Regions from separate parts of the Sus scrofa genome. Here region 1 is linked to region 2. The links are chromatin contacts, called in public HiChIP or PLAC-seq maps. All regions are on one chromosome and are shown on one strand. Each heading gives the region's core, a stretch centred on a gene start, on an enhancer-like site or on the middle of the called end of the contact. The rest is flanking DNA. Distances are from core to core; before and after follow the strand shown. Region 1 overlaps ARHGAP10 (rho GTPase-activating protein 10). Region 2 holds the start of ARHGAP10 (rho GTPase-activating protein 10).

Region 1 (5,592 bases), core at 2,842-5,341, 120 kb before region 2:
AATTCTCCCGCCGTAACTCTTAGTAAGTTCTGTTATTTCTCGGAGTTATTGCTCAGTGCACTTGTCTTCCTGAAAACTTTGCTAGCGCCCCATTTAACAGCAACGGTTATGGGCAAAGTGTTATGTGGACACTTGGTCATGAGTGACAAGCCCAGGGGGTTGGGGGAGGACAGAGAAGCACTTCAGTGGAGATAAAGCCGAGGGAAGCCATGACCAAAACTCTGAATTGATAGGACACAGCACAGAGTGACCTGTGTCCTGCAGTGGGAAAGGTGACTCCCTAAACACAGCAAGCACAGGAGAAAATGTGGCAGAAGCCACAGGACAGAGATCTCAGCCCAAACCAAAAAGACATGCTCGACGGAGGACACAGACAAACAGAAACAAAAAAGCAGAAAAGAATACCTGGGGCTTTTTTAAAAATCCAGAGTATGAAAACCACCTGGCAGTTTAGATGACGTTGAAACAAGTTAAACGTGACATTGGGCTTCTGGAAACTGGAGAAGGAAGTAAATGGAACTGAAAGAGCTTCCAAATAAAGGCAAATAGTAGGACATTCCCAGATGGGAAAAAGGGGAAGAGAAAAGAGAAGATAAACATTTAGATAAGAATATCTAAAAAATTCTGCTGTCATCAGCTTTTAAAGACCTTTTTTTTTTTTTTTTACCACTCCCCACATGAAAACTCCTTTATGGTATTTTTTTAAAAAGAACTTTAACCTAAGAAAGTAAAGTTAGTTTTAAGTATCCTATTAGGTAAAGAAACCAGGGGAACAAGAACACGAGCTTGTCAAAATATGACTGACGTTCAGGAAGCACAGCTGTAGAAAATCATCATATATCCAGATCATGAACCCTAAGCTGGTTCTTCTACAATTATTGGTAGAATTGGTTTATTTTAGAAGATACCTTTTAGAATCAGACAGCATTCGGACTGGTAGAAAATAAAGAAATAAAGCTGTCTTTCCTCTTAATGATTTAACAATCTAATCAAAGAGACAGATGCTTATTTATCACTATATAACCTAGGAAACTACCTTTCCCACTGTTCATTCTTACGTAGAAAATTGCCAGTAAAATAAAAAGTGACTGCTTGCACAGCAAAGGAAACCCAAAAGAAAACAAAAAGACAACTTACAGAATGGGAGAAAATAGTTTCAAATGATGCAACCGACAAGAGCTTAATCTCTAGAATATATAAACAACTTATACAACCCAACAGCAAAAAAACCAATCAATCAATGGAAAAATGAGCAAAAGACCTGAATAGACACTTCTCCAAAGAAGATATACAGATGGCCAACAAACACATGAAAAAATGCTCAACATCGCTGATTATAAGAGAAATGCAAATCAAAACTACCATGAGATACCACCTCACACCAGTCAGAATGGCCATCATTAATAAATCCACAAATAACAAGTGCTGGAGGGGCTGTGGAGAAAAGGGAACCCTCCTGCACTGCTGGTGGGAATGTAAACTGGTACAGCCACTATGGAGAACAGTTTGGAGATACCTTAGAAATCTATACATAGAACTTCCATATGACCCCGCAATCCCACTCTTGGGCATCTATCCAGACAAAGCTCTACTTAAAAGAGACACATGCACCCGCATGTTCATTGCAGCACTATTCACAATAGCCAGGACGTGGAAACAACCCAAATGTCCATCGACAGATGATTGGATTCGGAAGATGTGGTATATATACACAATGGAATACTACTCAGCCATAAAAAAGGGTGACATCATGCCATTTGCAGCAACATGGATGGAACTAGAGAATCTCATACTGAGTGAAATGAGCCAGAAAGACAAAGGCAAATACCATATGATATCACTTATAACTGGAATCTAATATCCAGCACAAATGAATATCTCCTCAGAAAAGAAAATCATGGACTTGGAGAAGAGACTTGTGGTTGCCTGATGGGAGGAGGAGGGAGTGGGAGGGATCGGGAGCTTGGGCTTATCAGACACAACCTAGAATAGATTTACAAGGAGATCCTGCTGAATAGCATTGAGAACTATGTCTAGATACTCCTGTCGCAACAGAAGAAAGGGTGGGGGAAAAAACTGTAACTGCAATGTATACATCTAAGGATAACCTGACCCCCTTGCTGTACAGTGGGAAAATAAAAAAAAAAAAAAAGTGACTGCCAGTGACAGGCCTCCTTGAAGGTAACATTAAAAGGTGTGACAGTCATCACACACACAGCACTGAAGGAGCGCATAGGGTAGAGCCTGCACAAACCTGAAGCCAGAAAAACAATGAAGAAATAAAGAAATGGGGCCTCCGGATAGAATCTGGCCACTGAGCAGCTCAAAACACCAACTATTGCCTCTGGAGTGGATAAGCAATGAGATCCTGCTGTATTGCACTAAGAACTACGTCTAGTCACTTATGATGGAGCATGATGGAGGATGATGCAAGAAAAAGAATGTACATCTATGTGTGTAACTGGGTCACTTTGATGCATTGTAGAAAATTGACAGAACACGATACACCAGCTATAAGGGAAAAAAATATTTCAAAAATAAAATGGAGTTCCTGTTGTGGTGCAGCTGAAACGAACCCAACTAGGAACCATGAGGTTGTGGGTTCAATCCCTGGCCTCGCTCCATCGGTTAAGGATCCAGCATTGCCGTGAGCTGTGGTGTAGATGACAGACGCGGCTTGGATCTGGCATTGCTGCGGCTTTGGTGTAGGCCGGCAGCTACAGCTCCGATTTGACCCCTAACATGGGGACCTCCATATGCCTTGGATGTGACCTTAAAAAGCAAAAATAAATAAATAAATAAATAATTTTAAAAATACAAAATAAAATCAATTCACCTTTCAATAGGGCAATTTATTTTGCAAGCTGATTTGCAGGAGATATAGGTGACCCTTGAACAACGTAGGTTTTAGCGGCACCAATCTTGGAGCAGTCAAAAATCCAAGTATAACGACAGCTGGTCCTCAGTATACATGGTTCCATATCCACGGAGTCAACCAACCTCGGACCTTGTAGTGCTGTAGCATTTACCACTGAAAAATATCCACATATCTGTAGACCCACAGAGTTTAAACTCGAGTTGTTCAAGGGTCACCGCACTCTGCACGAGCATATCTGCAGCTGGGAACGTCTGGGGAGTGGAAGATTCGAGGTCAAAAATTTATAAAAACCCAGTAGGTAGATAAAAAAGAAAATAGATTTACTGTCACATTCAATTTTCATTTCCACCATATGATCCTCATCCACCACTACCATCACCCAATTAAAGTGAGAAAAATAAGAAATGTTTACATGCAAAACCTGTCAGAGAAAGGTTCAAAGAGAAAGAACGAAGATCTTCAAGCTTTAAAACAGCCTAAGAAGATGGCAGAAAAGAGCATCAGAAAACTGCAAAGCAGAGCCATCAGATCGTCAGATCCGCAGTCTCCTTTGGATCCCTAAAGCCAATGACTTGCCCAGGGTCACAGACGTGGAAGCAGATCTGCAATGTCCTGCTAGGAAGCCAACAGACACAAACCAGCTTCATGCGGCTCAGCAAACAACCGCAGGAAGAGGACTTGGGGGAGGCGGTAGAGACCCCCAGTGACCTCCCCTCGACACACAGTCCTTCCCTAAAACCTGTAAAGAATTACGCCCAAACGACGAGTCTAACAAGTCACTTAAAGCAGAAGTGATTCCATAAATAGCAACTCAAGAGCTGGCCCGCTTTGGATCCGTCTGTACAGCTCCAGCCATGGAGACCACAATGTTTGTTGGTAGAAAGGATTTTAATAGTGTGTTTACAAAGATAAAGGAGAGAAAAAAAAAAAAAAAAGAACTCACATCCTCAAGGCACATGGGGATAAAAACACAAATATAAAAACTCTCTTCCCTACCTAAAACCCATGTCACGCCCTTCCCCTTGGGCCAAGCCAAAAATGGTCAACAACACACAAATGATGCTTTTTCCTCCCTCAAGTGCATGCACGGCATTCAGGAAAGGCTGGTGGAAATTATTTCTCTGAGATAATTTCAGAGCGCAGTTCGCAAACGCTAGACATTGCTAAATATATCCGAGGCTCCCTGTGTCAAAGTCGCTGCCTTATTCCCAGAAATCCTGGCTATGGTCCAGGTCTTTGAGGGCAGAGTCTAAGGTTCGCTCACCTTTGAATCTCCAGCCCCCATAACAATACTGGCACATAACAGAAGCCCAATACACTTGTGTTAACTTGAAGGAGACGAGTCCTATCACAGAATGTTCTCATCCCGGTTGCAATGGCAGGCTGGTGCAGCAGCATTTCTCACCTCAAACCCTCGTGTGATGCTCCGCTCCGCCACAAAACTGAGAGGGGGCACGGAAATCACCACCTCCCTAGAGAAATAAGAGCTTTCATTCAGGAGTTCCCGTCGTGGCGCAGTGGTTAACGAATCCGACTAGGAACCATGAGGTTGCAGGTTCGATCCCTGGCCTTGCTCAGTGAGTTAACGATCCGGCGTTGCTGTTAGCTGTGGTTGCAGACGAGGCTCGGATCCCACGTTGCTGTGGCTCTGGCGTAGGCCGGTGGCTGCAGCTCCGATTCGACCCCTAGCCTGGGAACTGTTAGCTGTGGTTGCAGACGAGGCTCGGATCCCACGTTGCTGTGGCTCTGGCGTAGGACGGTGGCTGCAGCTCCGATTCGACCCCTAGCCTGGGAACCTCCATACGCCACAGGAGCGGCCCAAGAGCGGCCCAAGAAATGGCAAAAAGACAAAAAAAAAAAAAAAAAAAGAGCTTTCATTCAGAGTAAATGCGTCCTTTGGTTAAAGACATTTTTAAAACTCTCTATGGAAAGGTGTAGCCAAAGATGCTGATGAGAGGTTTTACCATGCCGTCCAGGTGTTTTTGTTTTCAATTCCATATTCCCCAAGGGGGGGGGGGCGGGGAACGCATTTGAAACATACAACAACAGATGGGTGACTCCAACATGTCCTGCAAAGCTGCCAAGTGTGCAGAGGGGGTATGTTCACGCAGCAGAGGCATCTATGTGTGCTGTTTACAAGTGTACTCGAATTAGACACAAACCTTTACGGCTCCAAGTTGCTCTTTCCTGAATTTTTCCAAGGGTTTAATCAGGGTCTCGGTTACACTTAATGCCTAGAGAACCAGAGGGATCACAAAAGAGCAAAGGGTTAGGTTTCCAAAAAGGAAAAAATGAGTTTTTCATTTCCCTCTTCCATCCCACCCAGAAATAAAATGAGCAACACACTGAGCTGCTTTATCTCACCCTGCCAATGCAACTATTAAATCACTTCTAAATTTATTAACACACTAGATCTCCATAAATATTTTCAGGGCAGAGGAGGTGGGGCAAAGTGCCAGGGAAACATGCAACCCAGGCCCAACACAGCCCTTTCTTCAGGGAAAATAGCAAGAGGGTTGTCTTTAGGCAACAAAGGGGCCTATCACACTCATTAACAGGAACATTTCTGTTTGAATTTTTTTTCCTCCCCCTGCTCAGAAATTTAAAAGTCAATGGCATTCCTTTACTAGTGATCAGACTACATTATGTAGAAGGCTAGGTTTGTGGCCTCAAGTTTAAAATGTACCCAGACTTTCTTTCATCCCTGAAAATTC
Region 2 (6,132 bases), core at 2,960-5,459:
GGCCTGGATGAAGTACCAAAACCAAGATTTGGAAGACTCAAGTTCTTATCTAGGATGCACTAACATCCTTTTCTCTATGTGTGTGGTGAGGCCAGGCTCACTTCTGAGGGCCCCTCCAGCTTATACACTCACAAACACACACAGCTACACAATCTAAGTTGACTAAAGAGCATCCTATATGGCTACGGAAGTACCTAAGAATTGTAAGAACTCTTTGTTTAAAAAAATGTCCCTTCCTCTAGTACAAAATCTATTCTCTCAAGAATGCCTAATTGTAAAATGTATGAGAAAAGCATATATGGCTTATTGCAGTTTCTGGTAAATACACCATACATTTCTATAAATCATAAGCATCTGAAACTATACAGACATCACAGGAAAGGCTTAGAAAAGTTTAAGCTATATTGAAAGACACATTATTCTAGGAAAGGAAAGGAGTAGAAAAAGGACTAAAAAAAGCCATTTAAACAAAGCTTCCATTGAACTGAGTGACTGATCTCCAAATCCACCTCAGAAGTGAGTGATCCCAGCCCCTCTTCTCTGCAGCCCCTCCCCACCCCCACTGCTATCTTCGAATCACCCAACACACAGACAGACGCCAAACACTGTCTCTCAACCATTTCCTCCCCATTACATCTGGCTTCTTCTCCACAGGATAAGGTTCACATTCCAACCCTGCTTTTATGGGCTCCATAATCTGAAACTTACCTTTCCATGAATCCCAGTCTACTCCCCCAAAAGAAATCTCCATTCCAGCCAAACTGGTCTCCGCATCCTCCTCAGACACTGGGTCTGGTTCCTTCTCAGCTGTTTCCAATCCGACAAGGTTCCTCGAGGTTCTATTTCTCCCTTAAAACGCAAATGAATTCCCAAACTTCCACTTTAACCTACAACTCATTCTTGTTTCTGTCAACGTTAACATTCTTGTCATTCTTCGCCCTTTTCATTTGTGCGTCCATGTATCCTTTCTTTCTTCAAGAACTGACCACAATTCGTACAGGAGTTCAAACATGTACCCTAGACTAAGCCGGCTTCAACTATCTACTGGCCATAAACTCAAGGTCAAGGGCCTCTACCTCAACCCCAATATTTAACAAACTATAGATGCTAAATATTTGCTGATCACTGCATAATTGAGCTCAGCAGTAAGCCTTCAGGACCTACCAAGGTTGCCTCCAACTGCTGTAAGTATTTGTGGATTACTCAAAGCATCAAGACATCAAACTTACATAAATCCAGCCAGTATTTTGTGCATACATCTTACAGGGTAATTAAAAGCAGAAATCACTTAAACACACAAAATGCCATTTTTTGCAAAACAAAGCACAAAACATTTAAGATATAATCAGTCTGACCTGGTTGACTGTTACTCTTTCTGTATCTCCTCCAGTCTCAGGTCTTTCCTTGACCTCTTTTGACTCAGACGTTAAAGAGAAGATCCACCGACTAGGCCGATGATTGACCAAGACTGCAATTTCAAATGACCTCATCAAGCCATATCCAAACACTGCAGAATCTTACTAATTCTAAGAAGTAGGACAAGAGAAACTCAACACAAAATAATTAAGTGACCTGCTCAACTGCCCTGCAGTCAGGCCCTGCGAGTGAAGGCGAATTACACTCAGGTGTCCTGACTTAAAGCCAGTGCTCTTAGCCTTTGATAGGAGCAAGCTGGGCAAAGGCCAGGTCCTCCTAACTTCCCACAAGCACTGAGCTAAGGCTGTGTTTTGCTCCTCCTCTGGAAAAGAATTTAATTCCCCATAAGGAGAAAAAAAGATAACTTTCTGGTTGATCTCTAAAGCATGAGCAGAAACTATGTTTCTTATGGTAAAGAGCAAGAATCAAAAGGAGTAAGAGGCCAATTTGCAAATTCAAGACAGTTTAGTTCAGGAGGAAGGCTGACAGCTGTCCCCCCTCCCCATGGAGGAGCTGTGGCTAGAACACCAGGCCTGTGTCCTGTTGGCTGAAGAGTGATTATGCAGTCACATAAATAGCTTTCTACCAGCAGCCAAACTAGCTTTGCCATCTGCCTCTCCACACCAAAGCCTCCCTCCAGGCATCCCTCATTCCCAAAGGAGTTGCTACACTCAGTAGGAGAGAAGGTGCATTCCCCCAGCCAGAGCCACTGGTTACGACCAAGCCACAGAAGGAAAGAGTCAAGTTCACTACACCTACACACACCTACACCTACACACACACACACACACACACACACACACCCTCCTCACCTCCTCCTTTCTTCGCTCACTTCTACATATTTACAGCCCCTCCCTACTTCCATCCCAACACATATACCCAATGCCAAGGCACTGGAGAGCCACCCACCAGATAATGCCCACTCATCACATGTCCCAGACAAAGTGATGCCCAATCCTCATTTTGCAACACCGGAGAGATCACAGAATCCAAAGAAAGCCTGGACCTCACGCAGAGAAGTTGAATGACTGCTTCCAAAATTACAGAGATGACTCCCTGAATTCTTCCATAAAAACGTCTTTCTTCAACTCATTCATTAAATAAATATTTACTGTTCCAGGCACTGAGCTGGTAGTTGAGGGTAGTTGGGTTCAGGGTGTCTTCATCTTCCTTAATGCAAAGTGGTGGGGGTTGGGGGCTAGACATGGGGTATTTTTCCCAGCTGGCTGTATGGGTAGGTCTTTTTCTTTCTTTTCTTTTCTCTTTTTTTCTCTTTTTTGGCCGCCCAGTGACCTACGGAGTTCCCAGCACCATTTGCGACCTAATTGCAAACCCAAATCCTTTAACCCACTATGCTGGGCCAGGGATCCGAAACTGTGTTCTGGTGCTGCAGAGACGCCACAGACACCGTTGCGCCATAGCAGGAACTCCGAGTAGGTCTTTTTAAGACGGAAGAAGGGGGACTGATCCCTCAGAACCGGCTATGGGTTACAGGTGCGGTCAGGCTGCCCAGCGCCTCACTCAAGTTAATGCCTCCCCATTTCCAGCCGCATCACCAACTCTGTTGGAGCGCGAATTTCAGGCCACCTCTCTCCTAGAAAAGCTCTTTTCGGATAATGTAGGTACATCTTAGCCCTCCTGGCCACTTCTGAGTTGTTCAAAAGAGAGAGAGGAGAAGAGAAAAGCAGCAAGCTGGCCGGGGTGGAATTCCCTATTTGCAGGCAGTGCTGGCTCCGGCCAGAGGGCAGGCTGTCTGCTCAGCCTCACAGCCCCAATCTTTGAACCCTTCTCAGCGCAGGAGGAGGGAAGGAATGCGCGGAAGGCAGCCACAACGCCAGGTGGACTTTCTGGTTTAGCTCAGTAAGGGACCCAGGCTGAGACTGTTGGAGGAGATCTGCAAATGGCACGGAAAGTGTACGGTTTAAGGGACTTGTGAACAATTCAACACCCAGCAGGTTTTCAAAGAATCCCCAGGCAAGTTCTTGGGAGAGGTCACAAGCCAAGAAACTCACGTTTCTGTTTCGGGCCAGACAGTGAGCAGCTCTAGGGGGCAACAGAACTTGCCCGCGGGCGGGTCCGGCGGGGAAAGCAGGCGCCGGAGCCCCGGGGCTGGCGGGCGGCGCGCTCGGACGCACAGCTCCCGGCTTCAGCCGCTGCGCAGGCGAGCAGGGCAGGAAAGGGGACTCGCCCTCGGCTGCCCGGAGAGCCCGGAAGGAACGATCCCGGGGCCTCCCGGTCCCCAATGAGTCTCCCGATCCTCCGGCAGCCGGCCCTCCGGCACGGGACTGTCGGTCTCCCTCCGGGAGAGGCTCCTCCTAACCACGCCGCGCCGCAGCCCGCCCGCGCCCGGGTTCCCTCTTACTTTTGGTCGCCGCGATGAGGTTCTTCCCGTCCTTGATGAGCTCTTTGATGAACTTGTTGGTCCTCTCCAGCTCTGCTTCGTGGGCGCGGATCCTCTCCCGGAACCACGGGCTGTCGAGGTAGCAGTCGCTGAACTCCAAAGGCTGCAGCCCCATGACGGCGGCGGTCCGCGCGCACAGCCAGCCGCCCGATCGCCCGCTCGCCGAGCGCACAGCCCAAGCCGGGCTCCGGGGCCACCACCAGGTGCGGGGCCGAGCGCGCAGGAAGCGCGGGAGAAGCTAGCAGTCCCGGGCGCGCGGCGAGAGCAGCGCCGGCATGTCCCGCGGAGGTGAGGCCGGCCGCACTGAGCTGCACCGCCGAGGGGAGCGAGAACCGGGCGCCGGGATCCCGGCAGCCTCTGCCAAAGCTCCGGCGCCGCGGCCCCGCCCCGCTCGGCCCCGCGCTGCACGCCCTCCCGGAGGCGCGAGCCCGCCCCGCCCGGGCGCCTCCCGGCCCGCCCCTCTCCGCGCTGGCCGAGCGCCCTCTTCTTTTTCCTCCGCCACCTTCTTCCTCCTCTCCCTTCCTTCCCTTCCTTCCCCACGACACTTCTTCCTACTCTTCCCCACGCGCAGTGGCCCCTCCTCTTCCTTCCGAGGCTCCCTCGGTTTAGAATTTCGCCCCGCGGCTCTCCTCCAGACCCGGGCGCCACGCCTTTTCTTCGGCCCCCCTCTTCGGGGTGACTCACTATCTGCTCCCCCCGATGCAGCTTGACCCAGACCGGGAAGGGACGTCTTCAGAGCATCTCTAATCCCGCTACCCGGCGACTTAACTCAGAGGTCCGGCTTGCTAGAGGACACAAATGAGTCCGATATCCCATCCATCCTGGAGTGGACCCTGAGTTGTGAACGGCTCTCTATTTCCCATTCTCCGTCCCCATCTAAAGTAAAATGCCTGCTAAATCTCCGCTTTAGATTGAAAGCTAAGGGCGGGGAGCTGCTCTTACACTCGTCTATGTCACCACACTGACGACTTAGGGGGAAGGAGAGGGTGTCTAAATCGTGTAAGAATTGTTTCTCTTGTATTCAGCGGATTAAATTCGCTTGAATAAGTAGAGTCGATCTTTATTATTCTAAAAATAACCACTGGAACGAAGATGCCAGGTTCGGGGTAGTTTTCAGGAGGTCGGGGATGATGGTCAAATGAGAATTTGTCAATGCCCCTAGAAAAGGATATTATTCCCTTTGTCCTAAAACAACTCAAATGTGTCCCCCAAATGTTGAGACATTTTAAATTATTGAAATCCTTACCTGAAAGAAACCAATTTTTCATTAGATTAACTTTTAATAAAAGCAGCTAACAGTTTATTAAGCAATTATTATGTGCCAGGCACACACTAGTGACTCCACATACATTTTTCTACAGGCTCACAACATATGTTTACATACATAGGTCCCCTAATGATGTTAATAGTACCGAGAGACCTCAAAGTGATTCTTTAAAAGGTTCAGACTGGGAACTGGGTAATTGAGCCTCTGGACAGCTTGTGCTAGGAGTGTAACCCTCAGGAAAAAGTTAACTAAGCCTCCTACTCGATAAGCTCTTTTGTTACAAAACAGCTCTGTGAGTGGCTAACCTACAGATAAACAGATAAACATTATTGCTTTTAATGTCCATCCTCTGGAGAGTTCAAAATGTTTTACTAATAATTTTTATGGTTGAAAAGCTTGGTTCCTGCTAAAAATCAGCAGGGGACTGGAGTCTACGGAGGAGAAAATATAAGAGGCAAATAAAAGGGTGAATGTAACAGTGAGGGCCTTGCAAAACCGCCAGACCCTGACAAGCAGAGAATCCTCCAAGCAAAATCCTAATCGTTCCTCGTAAAGTGGGGCTGCTGACACTTCCCAGAAGTGTTCAACATGAACTTAATATATGAACCAGCAACTCCACCCCCTAGGCATAGACCCAAGAGGAATGAAAACATATGTCCATGGTAGCAATGTTCATAATAGCCAAAAAGTGGGCTCAACCCACATGTCCACCAGCTGATGAGTGGATAAACAAATACATGGGCATCCATACAATGGACTAATGAATCTACAATCAAAAGGAATGAAGTACTGACACATGCGGCAACATGGTGAAAGAAGGCAGCCACACAACACCACATATAAAGTGATTCCGTGGAAAGTCTCTGGATATTAATCAGGAGTGTGGTCAAGAAGGCCTCATGGAAGGTGTCATTTAATCAATGACCAGAAGCTTCAGTAAGAGTTGACCATTAAATGCGAGGTGGGAGCAGAGGAATCCAGGCAGGGAAGCAGCCTGTGCAAGCCCCCCGGAAGGACAAGAATCTGGTGCATTCCAGAGACTAAAAGA

The links. HiChIP or PLAC-seq counts read pairs in DNA pulled down with a chosen protein or histone mark.
Region 1: an H3K27ac HiChIP or PLAC-seq map of skeletal muscle shows a contact between it and region 2. The contact joins the enhancer-like site here to the promoter of ARHGAP10 in region 2. A contact is called at or near these places in 7 of 47 Hi-C or Micro-C datasets (brain, embryonic fibroblasts, fetal skeletal muscle and 4 more) and 2 of 2 datasets of contacts at active chromatin or transcription factors (alveolar macrophages and skeletal muscle).

The regions. Positions count from the first base shown.
Region 1 is chr8:80,900,385-80,905,976 of Sscrofa11.1, forward strand. It overlaps ARHGAP10 (rho GTPase-activating protein 10), which reads right to left. Exons shown (of 23, transcript XM_021100659.1): 4 at 5,041-5,112. Among named protein-coding and RNA genes, the nearest start is that of ARHGAP10, 120 kb to the right of the region's middle. Within about 2 kb of position 4,092, at least 17 of the 83 cell types and tissues checked have an H3K27ac peak or open chromatin away from gene starts, as enhancers often do. A contact at or near this core is called in fetal skeletal muscle and skeletal muscle, where this site is marked.
Region 2 is chr8:81,020,292-81,026,423 of Sscrofa11.1, forward strand. ARHGAP10 (rho GTPase-activating protein 10) reads right to left here and starts at 4,210. Exons shown (of 23, transcript XM_021100659.1): 1 at 3,779-4,210. The coding sequence starts at 3,932.